Linked DNA regions of Mus musculus: region 1 is linked to region 2. Evidence: chromatin contacts called from public HiCAR-type data. All regions are on one chromosome and are shown on one strand. Each heading gives the region's core, a stretch centred on a gene start, on an enhancer-like site or on the middle of the called end of the contact. The rest is flanking DNA. Distances are from core to core; before and after follow the strand shown.

What was found. HiCAR-type assays count read pairs that join an accessible place to other places.
Region 1: a HiCAR-type map of astrocytes shows a contact between it and region 2, with 3 times the contacts expected there. The contact joins the promoter of Twist1 here to the promoter of 4933406C10Rik in region 2.

What each region holds. Positions count from the first base shown.
Region 1 is chr12:33,954,936-33,960,981 of GRCm38.p6, forward strand. It overlaps Twist1 (twist basic helix-loop-helix transcription factor 1), which reads left to right and starts at 2,736. Exons shown (of 2, transcript NM_011658.2): 1 at 2,736-3,703; 2 at 4,235-4,896. The coding sequence starts at 3,043. The coding sequence ends at 3,663.
Region 2 is chr12:32,951,333-32,956,572 of GRCm38.p6, forward strand. It overlaps 4933406C10Rik (RIKEN cDNA 4933406C10 gene), which reads right to left and starts at 2,457. Exons shown (of 6, transcript NR_044986.1): 1 at 2,173-2,457; 2 at 1,866-2,039. It overlaps Sypl (synaptophysin-like protein), which reads left to right and starts at 2,854. Exons shown (of 5, transcript NM_198710.3): 1 at 2,854-3,027. The coding sequence starts at 2,959.

The sequences.
Region 1 (6,046 bases), core at 1,486-3,985, 1.0 Mb after region 2:
TTAGAAAAACGTTTTAAGTCGTTGAAGGCAGCAGAGTGAGCAGCCCATCTCAGCTTGTCAGGGTTTGCACAGCACTAACCCTAGCCATTGCTGAGAGTTGATTCGCCTGGTAAGACACCGCTTTCTGCTCAAAATGTAAGTTCTAACCCCACTTAACAAGTACTTTCATCTTCATTGCTTCTGAAGACGTTCAGGAGGAATTTCTTCTCAAAGCTTAAATACATTTCTTGTAACCCTGTTTGAAAGATAAGTCAGAGAATGACCTGGGCCATTCTTTTAAAATTATCTTCAGAGTATTTTGGTTTCAGGAGATTTGCCTTGGCCCAGTCCGGGGAAGGGGGATCTAACACTATGATAAGGACAGAAGCCTCCCTCAGTGCAGCATCAGGGCTGGCCTGCAGATTGGAAGTCTTAAGAAAGGTGCACTTGCTCTCTGCCTGGGTACTATTTCTCCTCACCTGCTACAACTCTTCCCTCTGAACCATTTCCCTTTCTGGAGTACACCTCCTGATCTCCTCCTCGTCTTCCTTAGCCTTGATTCCCAATGAAGAAAAGGTTCCTGTCATTCGTTGTCTTTGAAATATTTTTAACACTCAGCTAAAATAAAAAATAGATCTTTTGAGGTTGATATTAATAAAGGGTGAATCGAGATTTCCGCAGTCACCCAATTACGAGATACTCTGAAATTCATATTTAGAAAAGAGAGCACTGGGTAAGAGGATGCGGCAGAATTTCTGCCACGTTTTGTTTCCAAGAGATAAATTCTTGTCGGTGAAAAATGCAAATGCAAGGGTGCAGGAGTGGCTTTATTTTGAGAAGAATTGGCTACGAGCTATTAAAATTAAGTGGAGGTCAAGTAGAATCTGGTTTTCAGCCAGGCTGTCATTTTAAAATATGGTAGCGGCGGGCGAGGCCGGCCAGTTGGCACACTGTGGTCATTGTCTCTGGATATCAGTAAAAACGGTGCAGGGTAAGCCCGGGGAGGGGGGGGGGGGGTCTCTACTCGGATGAAAGTACAGTCGGGTTTACTGGCCTCAGAAGAGAGCTTTCTCTACAAAGGCTGAGTCCTCGGACTAGCCTCAGGCATTCCACACCCCAGAGTTTCCGGGACCCAGCTGAGAGCTTCAGCAGGACCCAGCCACGTGGCCTGCCCTGCGTCGCAGGGGCTCCGGCCTCCAGCTTCTCAGGAAGTCGGTGGCCGCGACCTTTGGTCCAACCCAGAAAGGGGCACTTGCTGAGCTGGCAGTTTCCCGGGGGATTGGCCAGGGGAGTGGGGATTGGGCGTTTAGCAAGGTCCTCAGCTTGGGAACAGGGCAGGAGTTCGAGACGCTCACCTCCACGCCCGCAAACTCTGCCCCTGAAACTCTGGCTACTTCCTCCGGACCCAGAATTGCCTTTCTGAGTAAGAGATCACCTTGTACCGGCTCCCTAAATCCCCATCCTACTTAAAAAACAGAAATAAATAAATAAAACATATTTAAAAAATGTAAAGAGCCCTGCAATCACTGGCTTCCATAGCCACTCTCCTTCTTGCTCATTAACCTCTCTGCTTCCACTTTTCCAGAATCCTTTTTGGGGTTTCAAGGTATTTGGTAAAAAAAAAAAAAAAAAAAAAAACAAAACAAAAAAAAAAAAACAAAAAAAACCGCTTGCAATCAACCAACATGGCTGAGTGCATTTGAGGCACCGGGAGCATAACTACTCACAAGATCTCCTAGGAAGACGAGAATATTGATCCCCCACCTTAAATGTATGGACTACCCAAGGTTAGCATGCAGGGCTTAATTTGGAGTTAGCGGACATGAAATGTTCTCAAGGTTCTCCTCCACCTAGGGCTGGCAGCGTGGAGCACCAAGGCTGCTCTATCTTTCCCTAGCTTTGCTCCCTTCAAAAGAACAAGGCTTTTCTCTGTAAAAGAATGAACTCCAGCCTAGGTCCAGCACCTTTGGAAGCACAGTCCTCTGAGAGCAGGGAAACTTTAGATTGGGTCACCGTAGCAGGAAAGGAGAGCCCAGACGTTTCTCCGGGAGGGGTGACACGGCAGGCCAGGGCGCAGATCCATAGCGCCCACGATGTGGCCACGTCTTGAGAACCGCCCTCGACCACAGGGCCAGGCAGCCGCGGGGAATCCCTTGGGACTAGAGGTTTCCGACTAGAGGTTTCCTCTACCTGACCGTTAGATGGACTCGGTTGTTGAAACTTTTCTTGCCTCGCAGCCCGGGCCCGAGCCACCCCCAAAGGGCCCGGAGAACTCCGAGGGATCCCAGGCGGGATGGGACATCACCCAGAGCGTCGAAGCCGCTTGCCACTACTGCTGTCACAGCCACTTGGGGAGGGGGAGACTGCAACAGCGACCCAGACAGTCCCCTGTTTGCGGTGCTGTGCTCGGGTGCGGGGGCGCTGGGCGCGCTCTGGCGCGGAAGGAAATCGCCCCGCGTCCTCCCCGAAGCGGAGGGGGAGAGCTGGGGGGGGGAGAGGGAGGGGAGAGGCGGGCGCAGGGGCTGGCCGCTCGGGCCAGGTCGGTTTTGAATGGTTCGCAGGACGAATTGTTAGACCCCGAGCAAGGGGGGAGGGGGCGAGGGAGGGGGGCTGGAAAGAGGAAACTTTCCTATAAAACTTCGAAAAGTCCCTCCTCCCCACGTCAGGCCAATGACACCGCTGCCCCCAAACTTTCCGCCCGCACGGAGGTATAAGAGCCGCCAAGTCCACAGCCCGCGCCCAACTCTCAGACACCTCGCGGGCTCGCCAGCACCGGCACCGGCTGCGCCAGGCCGGAACGGGGCGCGCTTGCGGCCGTCGGGCGCCTTCTTTTTGGACCTCGGGGCCCTCCACACCGTCCCCTCCCCCGCCCGCCTCCCTCCCCGCCTCCAGCGCCCTCCCCGCGGAGGTCCCCCCACCCCCATCCCGCCTCCCTGCGTCCTCCGGGCCGCACCGCCCGGGCCGGCGCCGAGCGCGGGGAAGCTGGCGGGCTAGGGCGCCCCGCTCCTCTGCTCTACCCTCCCCCGTCCCGGCTCCGCGAGGCCGCACGTCGCCGCCCGCGAGATGATGCAGGACGTGTCCAGCTCGCCAGTCTCTCCGGCCGACGACAGCCTGAGCAACAGCGAGGAGGAGCCGGACCGGCAGCAGCCGGCGAGCGGCAAGCGCGGGGCTCGCAAGAGACGCAGCAGTCGGCGCAGCGCGGGCGGCAGCGCGGGGCCCGGCGGGGCCACGGGCGGGGGCATCGGAGGCGGCGACGAGCCAGGCAGCCCGGCCCAGGGCAAGCGCGGCAAGAAATCTGCGGGCGGAGGCGGCGGCGGCGGCGCGGGCGGAGGTGGTGGCGGCGGCGGCGGCAGCAGCAGCGGGGGCGGGAGCCCGCAGTCGTACGAGGAGCTGCAGACCCAGCGGGTCATGGCTAACGTGCGGGAGCGCCAGCGCACGCAGTCGCTGAACGAGGCGTTCGCCGCCCTGCGCAAGATCATCCCCACGCTGCCCTCGGACAAGCTGAGCAAGATTCAGACCCTCAAACTGGCGGCCAGGTACATCGACTTCCTGTACCAGGTCCTGCAGAGCGACGAGCTGGACTCCAAGATGGCAAGCTGCAGCTATGTGGCCCACGAGCGGCTCAGCTACGCCTTCTCCGTCTGGAGGATGGAGGGGGCCTGGTCCATGTCCGCGTCCCACTAGCAGCGGAGCTCCCCACCCCCTCTGCAGGCCGGAGACCTAGGTAAGGACCGGCTCCAGGGATCGATCGGGCCAGGCCGCGGGTCCCCTGTTCACCTCGCCACCGTGCTGGGTATCCCCCCCCCATCCCCCTCCACTCTCCTCGCTGCCCTCCACCTAGCCAGGCACCGCCACCTCATTCCACCCGCATCCCTGGCAAGCAGTTCAGTCCCCACAGGGGAAACAGGTCCTAGGGTCGGGGAGAACCAGTGTGCCCAGGAGAGGTGTATGTGTGTGTGCGCGTGCGGGGGTGTGCATGACAGAAGATTGAGAAAGTCAAGCATAGGGGCCTTGTGCCCAAAACGCCATCCCCCAAACCCCTTTCTTTCTTCTTTAAAATTCCCTTCTTAAAACAACTGTTTCCAAATTCCACCCCCTCCTTTCCGCCCACCCACTTCCTCTTGCCCTTGGGCTGAAATCCTTCCAGGTTGTTCAGCGAAAATTCTCGCTGGTAGTGATAACAGGGCTTAGCGGTCATAGAAAACAGCCACAGAGACATCCTCAATAACCGACTTTCCCCTCTGGGTTTTTGCAGATGTCATTGTTTCCAGAGAAGGAGAAAATGGACAGTCTAGAGACTCTGGAGCTGGATAACTAAAAATAAATCTATATGACAAAGATTTTCATGGAAATTAGAAGAGCAGAGACCAAATTCACAAGAATCAGGGCGTGGGGCACACTTTTAAAAGAGAAAGCGAGACAGGCCCGTGGACAGAGATTCCCAGAGGGGCAGCAGCAGACCCCCCACACCTCTGCATTCTGATAGAAGTCTGAACACTCGTTTGTGTCCCCCCACCCCACTTTTTGACGAAGAATGTTTTATTTTTATTTTTCATGCATGCATTCTCAAGAGGTCTTGCCAATCAGCCACTGACAGGAAAGGCATCCCTGTGGACTGGCTCCATTTTAAAATGGTAACAATCAGAGGAATTTTAACACCTTTAGAAATAAAAACGCTGGGATCAAACTGGCCTGCAAAATCATAGTCAGTGAATTCCTTAAAAACCATACTTCCTCTGAAGGAAAAGAAAAACATAAATTACAAAAGACAACATTCTATTTATTTATTGATGACCCATGGTAAAATGCAAATAGATCCGGTGTCTAAATGCATTCATATTTTTATGACTGTTTTGTAAATATCTTTTGTATATTATTTTTCTGCAATAAATAAATATGATTGAAAAATTTTAAGAACTTTAAAGTTTGGTCTATATTTTTAAGACTCAGAATTAACTTGGTGGTAAATACTTGTTTGTTTAACTCTAGGGGCATCTAGGAGGGAGTTGGGGGACTAATATAAACAAAGAAGTGAAAACTTCAAATAAACCAGCTACTGACGGAGACAGCCAGCTATTTAAAAGACAGCTCTAATATTATTACAGCTTGGCGTTCAGCAGGGCTCACAGCCTCTCCATGCCTTAGTTCTTGGGGCAGCAAAGGTTGAACAGATTTGCTAACACCTACTTCTTACCGAACTAAAGCACTGAAATAAGCAATGTGATACCAGTTTTATTTCCTTGTCACTATGGATTTTTGTCTTTTCCTTCATTTCCATTTCTGAGAAATGCCAATGTGCTAATGAAAACAATACATACATTATATATGTATATATACTTTATCTATGTAGAAAACTTAAATCATCAAGAGACAGTTGTGTGATTGCTTACTTCTTGAGTGAATGAATGATAGCCACCGTCATATTGGTTAAAAAAGAAAAAACATTTGCTCTATTAATGTTAACTCTATGGAAATCGTTCTCCTAAAATATACATACAGAATATACATCTGTGGGGTAAAATAAATAACCAAATTTTTGGTATCCCTTGTAATTTCAGGAGCGAGTATAATTCTTAATTCAGCCTCTAGTTAGGACCATGTACACACACACAAACACACACACACACACACACACACACACACACACCTGAAGCTCCGTAAAACAAGGACAGATGGTGCTGGGTTTTATTTCTGTCAGGATATTTCTGGGACAAAAGCATAGTTTTTGTCTTTGTTTTTAACCATTAAACTAGTGATTTTTAAAAATCGGTTTAGTCCTTAATTTTTTGACCATGTTAATACATTCACATACAAACAGGGGTTTTCCAGGCTGGAAATGATTGAGGTGCCTAATGCACACAATCACTTAGATAAGCCTGCATCTCCAGGTAAATTGCATTTACATAACTGGAGATTATTTTATTACCTGAAGGTTTTTCTTTCACTCTTCACACAACAGTACCAAATGTTGCCATGACACCATTGTAAGATAATTGTTGTGAATATTTTTAGGCCACATTTTACAATAAGGAGCCTCCAGTTATAGTAAAATATTAGTGAAAGCTTA
Region 2 (5,240 bases), core at 1,207-3,706:
CTTTGGGGGTCTAGTGTTTTTTTTTTATTACGTATTTTCCTCAATTACATTTCCAATGCTATCCCAAAAGTCCCCCACACCCCCCCCACCACTCCCCTACCCACCCACTCCCCCTTTTTGGCCCTGGCGTTCCCCTGTACTGGGGCATATAAAGTTTGCGTGTCCAATGGGCCTCTCTTTCCAGTGATGGCCGACTAGGCCATCTTTTGATACATATGCAGCTAGAGTCAAGAGCTCCGGGGTACTGGTTAGTTCATAATGTTGTTCCACCTATAGGGCTGCAGATCCCTTTAGCGCCTTGGGTACTTTCTCTAGCTCCTCCATTGGGGGCCCTGTGATCCATCCAATAGCTGACTGTGAGCATCCACTTCTGTGTTTGCTAGGCCCCGGCATAGTCTCACAAGAGACAGCTACATCTGGGTCCTTTCGATAAAATCTTGCTAGTGTATGCAATGGTGTCAGCGTTTGGAAGCTGATTATGGGCTGGATCCCTGGATATGGCAGTCTCTAGATAGTCCATCCTTTCGTCTCAGCTCCAAACTTTGTCTCTGTAACTCCTTCCATGGGTGTTTTGTTCCCAATTCTGAGGAGGGGCATAGTGTCCTCACTTCAGTCTTCATTCTTCTTGAGTTTCATGTGTTTAGCAAATTGTATCTTATATCTCGGGTATACTAAGTTTCTGGGCTAATATCCACTTATCAGTGAGTACAGGGGGTCTAGCGTTAAGAGACAAATCTGTGATTAGCTCAGAGTGTTGGGTATAATTTATTTAAAACAAACAGTTGTGCTTGTCCAGTGTTGGTAGGTATAGTCCTTAGGCTACATCAGAGGACGTTCAGGCTCACTCAGTGTGCTGAGTCAGGATACTCTGGTGTTGTAAGCTCCTCTGGTATTGCAGCCTTACCCCCCCCCCCCCACACACACACACACACACAACTGCTCTTAGGTGGTCTTGCCTACTTTTAGTAGTGCAGGATAAGATGACACAGAACAGAAAGCAGCAGAGACTGGAAAGCAGTGGCGGCAAAATGGCACACACAGAAGTAGCAGGTACCCTGTGTCTAAGGCGGCAGAAGTGAACAGTCCTAGCAGCTGAGGTAGAGAGCCAAGACTAACGGATAAAACCTTATAATCAGCCAGAGAAGAGCAAGGGCAGGCCCTGGCACCACAAGAGCTCCAGATAGCTGTTAAGCCTTCAGGGCCAAAGGTCTCATCCTGGGCCAAGAGCTGCCAAGGGTTGAGGAACCCCAGTGTTCTAGACTTACAAACCGGAACATTTGTAAGGTTGAGTTATGAGGGCTGCAACACTAGAGGGTGCCACTTGCTGCTGCTTCTGTCGGGATTCAGCCACCACTCACTGCTGCCTGACAGAAATGAAGGCTACAAGAGACCAGCTCCTCACTTGCTTCCCCTGCCTATCCTTCCCACAATTCCTATCCAACTGTGCAGTCAAGCAAACCTCAGCCAGCTGCCTGGTGACAGGACTACAGGAACAAACCATGGGAGTACAAATTGTTTCAGACCTCTCAGCTCTATAAAGTTGCAAGATGAGCATTATCCCATCCTGTTAGCATCTATTTCATTTTGAAATTACATTGAATATATTTTTGGCTATTTTGTATAATTCTACTTTGAATACTTTTTCCTTTGAAGCACAGCTAAGTGATTTACTTGTGGGTTCCTATCCAACAGGTCTCAGCAGAAAATAACTTTTTTTTTTTAAGACTTAAAGAGAAATGCTGAGTGGAATACACGGAAATAAGAGTGAAGGAAGGAGGAAGTGTTAGCTTGGTAGTAACTGTTCATGGGTAGTGGTCAGTTCTAATGGAATACTCCACTGACATTTAGGAAATATAAATAAGTACCTGGGAGCTGGAACTAGGATCCTCTGTGGCAAAGATCTTCCTTCGATGTTGGTGTTATCTCACCATGCATGAAGACAGGCCACTATCCCAACCCTCCAAAAAAGGCCAGGCACAAGGAAGCCAGAGAAGAGATGTCTAGATTGGTCCCATTCTGGTGGCAGGAGGGAGTGTTCCCTAAGACAAATCATGAAAGATGAGTTAACTTGACCCCCCCCCACTCCCCCGCCCCCCCCCAAAAAAAAACGGCACGAAATACAGGCCTCGCCAAACGGGGATAGAGGTGGAGAGATGAGTTGTCCTGTGAGACCTGTCAAGCCATGATCTCAAATGGGTGGTCTTTCTCCTACTCTGGCTCCAACAACTTTGCGATGTCTGCGGAAATGTTTGGTGAATCATACGTTCAAGCACCCTTACATAAGGCAGGTTCGCCAGACGGCCGCAGTTTTGCAATAACTATGACTTTAAGGGCCCTGAACACGAGCTTTGAAGTGAGGCTTTGTCTGTGTACACACTTGACACATTTGCCCAAAAGTTCAGAGCACTGGGAAGAAAACGGGCCGTTGTGAGGGCGGGCAGTCACAGCCACAAAAGGGCATAGCAACCAGAACGCCACCGAGGTGGAGGGCCGTGCTGCGCAGGCGCAGCTGTCCCCCGACCCCACCCACCCCCGTCGCGCGCTCGCAAAGGCCGGAAAAGAGTCTGGGGCCTAGGGAGCGCGCGTGCGCGTTAGAGACAGAGCTAGGCTTTGGGGAAGGGGGCGCGGCACACGCATGGCTTCCAAAGCCAACATGGTTCGTCAGCGGTTCAGCCGGCTGAGTCAGGTGCGGCCGGGGGAGGAGCCAGCCCTTCCCAGTCCCTCCTCGGCCTGGTCTCGGCTCGCCCTCTCTGTCTCCTGGGCGCGGACTCAACGGCCGCCCGGCCCCGCCTTAAAGGCCAGGCCGTCCCGCCCCGATGCCCCTTCGTCCCCACCCCTCCGGCCCCGCCCCCAGCCCCGCCGGCTCCGCCTCCCGCTCTCGCCGCGGAGTCGCTCCGGTCTCGCCGCTCCCCTCCTCCGCCCCGCGTCCTGACTCTCTTCCCTCCTTTCCCTCAGAGGATGTCCGCCTTCCAGATCAACCTCAACCCGCTCAAGGAGCCGCTCGGCTTCATCAAGATCCTCGAGTGGGTGAGTGCAGCTTGCGACGCCGACCTCGCCCGGTCCAGCGCGGGGCGCCTTGCCGGGAGGCGGGGACGCGGTCGTGAGGGAGTCCCCCACGCTCGAAGGCCGCGGGGCGGAGATGGCGGCCGGCGTCGAGTCGAGTCGCCGGTGTGGGCGGCTTCTCCCGGCCGCCCCTAGCCGCGGAGGCGTGGAAGCTCGCTCGCTTTTTTTTCTCAGGCTCCACTGCCATCCGCAAAGGAAGACAGGATTTCCTGCTGCGGTCCAACTGATACCGACCGCCCGGAGGCCCGCGGCTTCCGCGGGCGAGGCTAGACCTGGGTTGCGCCCTTCGCTGGCGGCGGGTATGGGCTCCTGTTAAAAATAGTGTGTGTCAGAGAAGCCGAGGCAAAGCCCTTGCCCCGACGCATTAAATTGTCGGCCCATTTAACGCCTGGCCTGGACGTCGAGATTGTTTATAGCAACATCCTGCTTGGAAAGTCAGCTTTCTGCCCTTTCCTGCCAAGCAATCATTAACATCAAAGGAGACTTACAAGTTAGACCTTGTCACGTGCAGCTAGTTTATCAAGCTCTGCGATTTTCCTTCAAACTTAGCGGCCCACTATAGTTGGGTGCTGACTTGAAGAGTTAATGTAAGCACTTGGCATTTATTTGCCCCGTGTGCAGTCAGGTAGTGTTTCGTAGCCGATAACGTTTAATTCCTTCACAGTTCATGTTGAGGGTGAAAAATAAGAACTCTCCGGTTTCGTGCGTGTGTTTTAACGAAGAGCTTGAAGTTCTCCGATGACTGATGACTGCTCGCTCTGATTTTTGTATTTACACTTTATGCCTTCAATTTTGTGAAAACTGAAATGCTGCTCTTGCAACTGGCAAAAGACACGTGACTTTCTGTGCAACCCTAAGTTTAGAAGAAGGTTGTTATTTTAATTCCAAAAGTCATAGGGGAGAAATCAAAGAAATGTGTGTTAAGAATGAACCTTACATTTAGTCTCATTGAATGTTACAATTCAGTTTAATAATTTAGATTTTCACTTAAGTAAGAGGCAGCTTATATCTTTTCTTGAATATTTTAAAGTAGGAGTAATTTTGTTGTGTGCTGAAATTATCTTTAAGTTTCTTAAAATAATACTTTGAGTTTGAAAACCTTTTATTACACAGGCAGTAAGTTTGTAGTAAGACTATAGAGTGTTAATGGTGTAGTGAGTATTTACCCAACAAATATTTGAGTAGGTAGCATATACCAGCACTGTGCTAAATGCCAGCTTACAGATGTGAATCAAACTCTTTTTCTCATGATCATTCAAGGATGTAATGGAGACTATAAAAATGCCATATGGTAAATTGTGTGTTAGAGATACTTGTAAAGTAGTAGGTTAGACAGGAAAGCATCATTGGGGAAGACTTTATAGATGGAAGAATATTTGAAGAGTGAGTACTAGTGAGCTAGGGATTGGCTTTCTAGGCAAATAGAGTCCTGTTAGTGGGAGGAAAAGTTGAAGCAGCCTATGTAAGTAGGTTTTTGCTTGGATGAACATACTGGGCAAAAGTATGGTTCTAAATGATTATAACAAGTTCAAAGCCCTTGTTCCTTCTGAGGGTAGTCATGAAAAACTGGTCCTATGTGTACAAGCTATAGAATATCAGGTCGTATTTAGGTAGTTTCCAGTTAAGCTCAGATTCCGAGTCAATCCTTGGATTTGCCTGTTTAGAAAATTTTAGTTGTTAACAGTATAAAAATAGCCCAACGTGGAGAGAAACCTGCTGCTTTAGAAATTATTCGTACCTAAAATTAATTGTAGTAAGGATGGAGATGACTAGAAATTAAACTGTTTTATGATGATGATTCTATTTGTGACTTGGGTTGGTGATGGCCTTATTGTCTGTGGCAGAAAAGTATTTGAATTGTTTTTAAGGATATGTTGTAGATAATCCCTTCACATAGTTTAAGTGTCAGTCTCCTATAGGCCCTGGTAGATATGAACCTAACAGTTTTTAAATGCTGGTAGAGACTAAAGACTCAGCTTGCCAGCTAAGAAGAAAGGAATAGTTAGGAAGGTAGAGAGAAACATCTTTATTGCTGTTAAGAGTTTCAAGTAAAGAACGTTCAATAATGTCAGGTGCTATGGAGAACGTACTTAAAGTAAGAGCCAAAGCATGCCCCTTGCTCTTAGTAATCAGACCGTTGACGGCACTAGCAAGAACAGTCTCAGTAAAATCAGAAA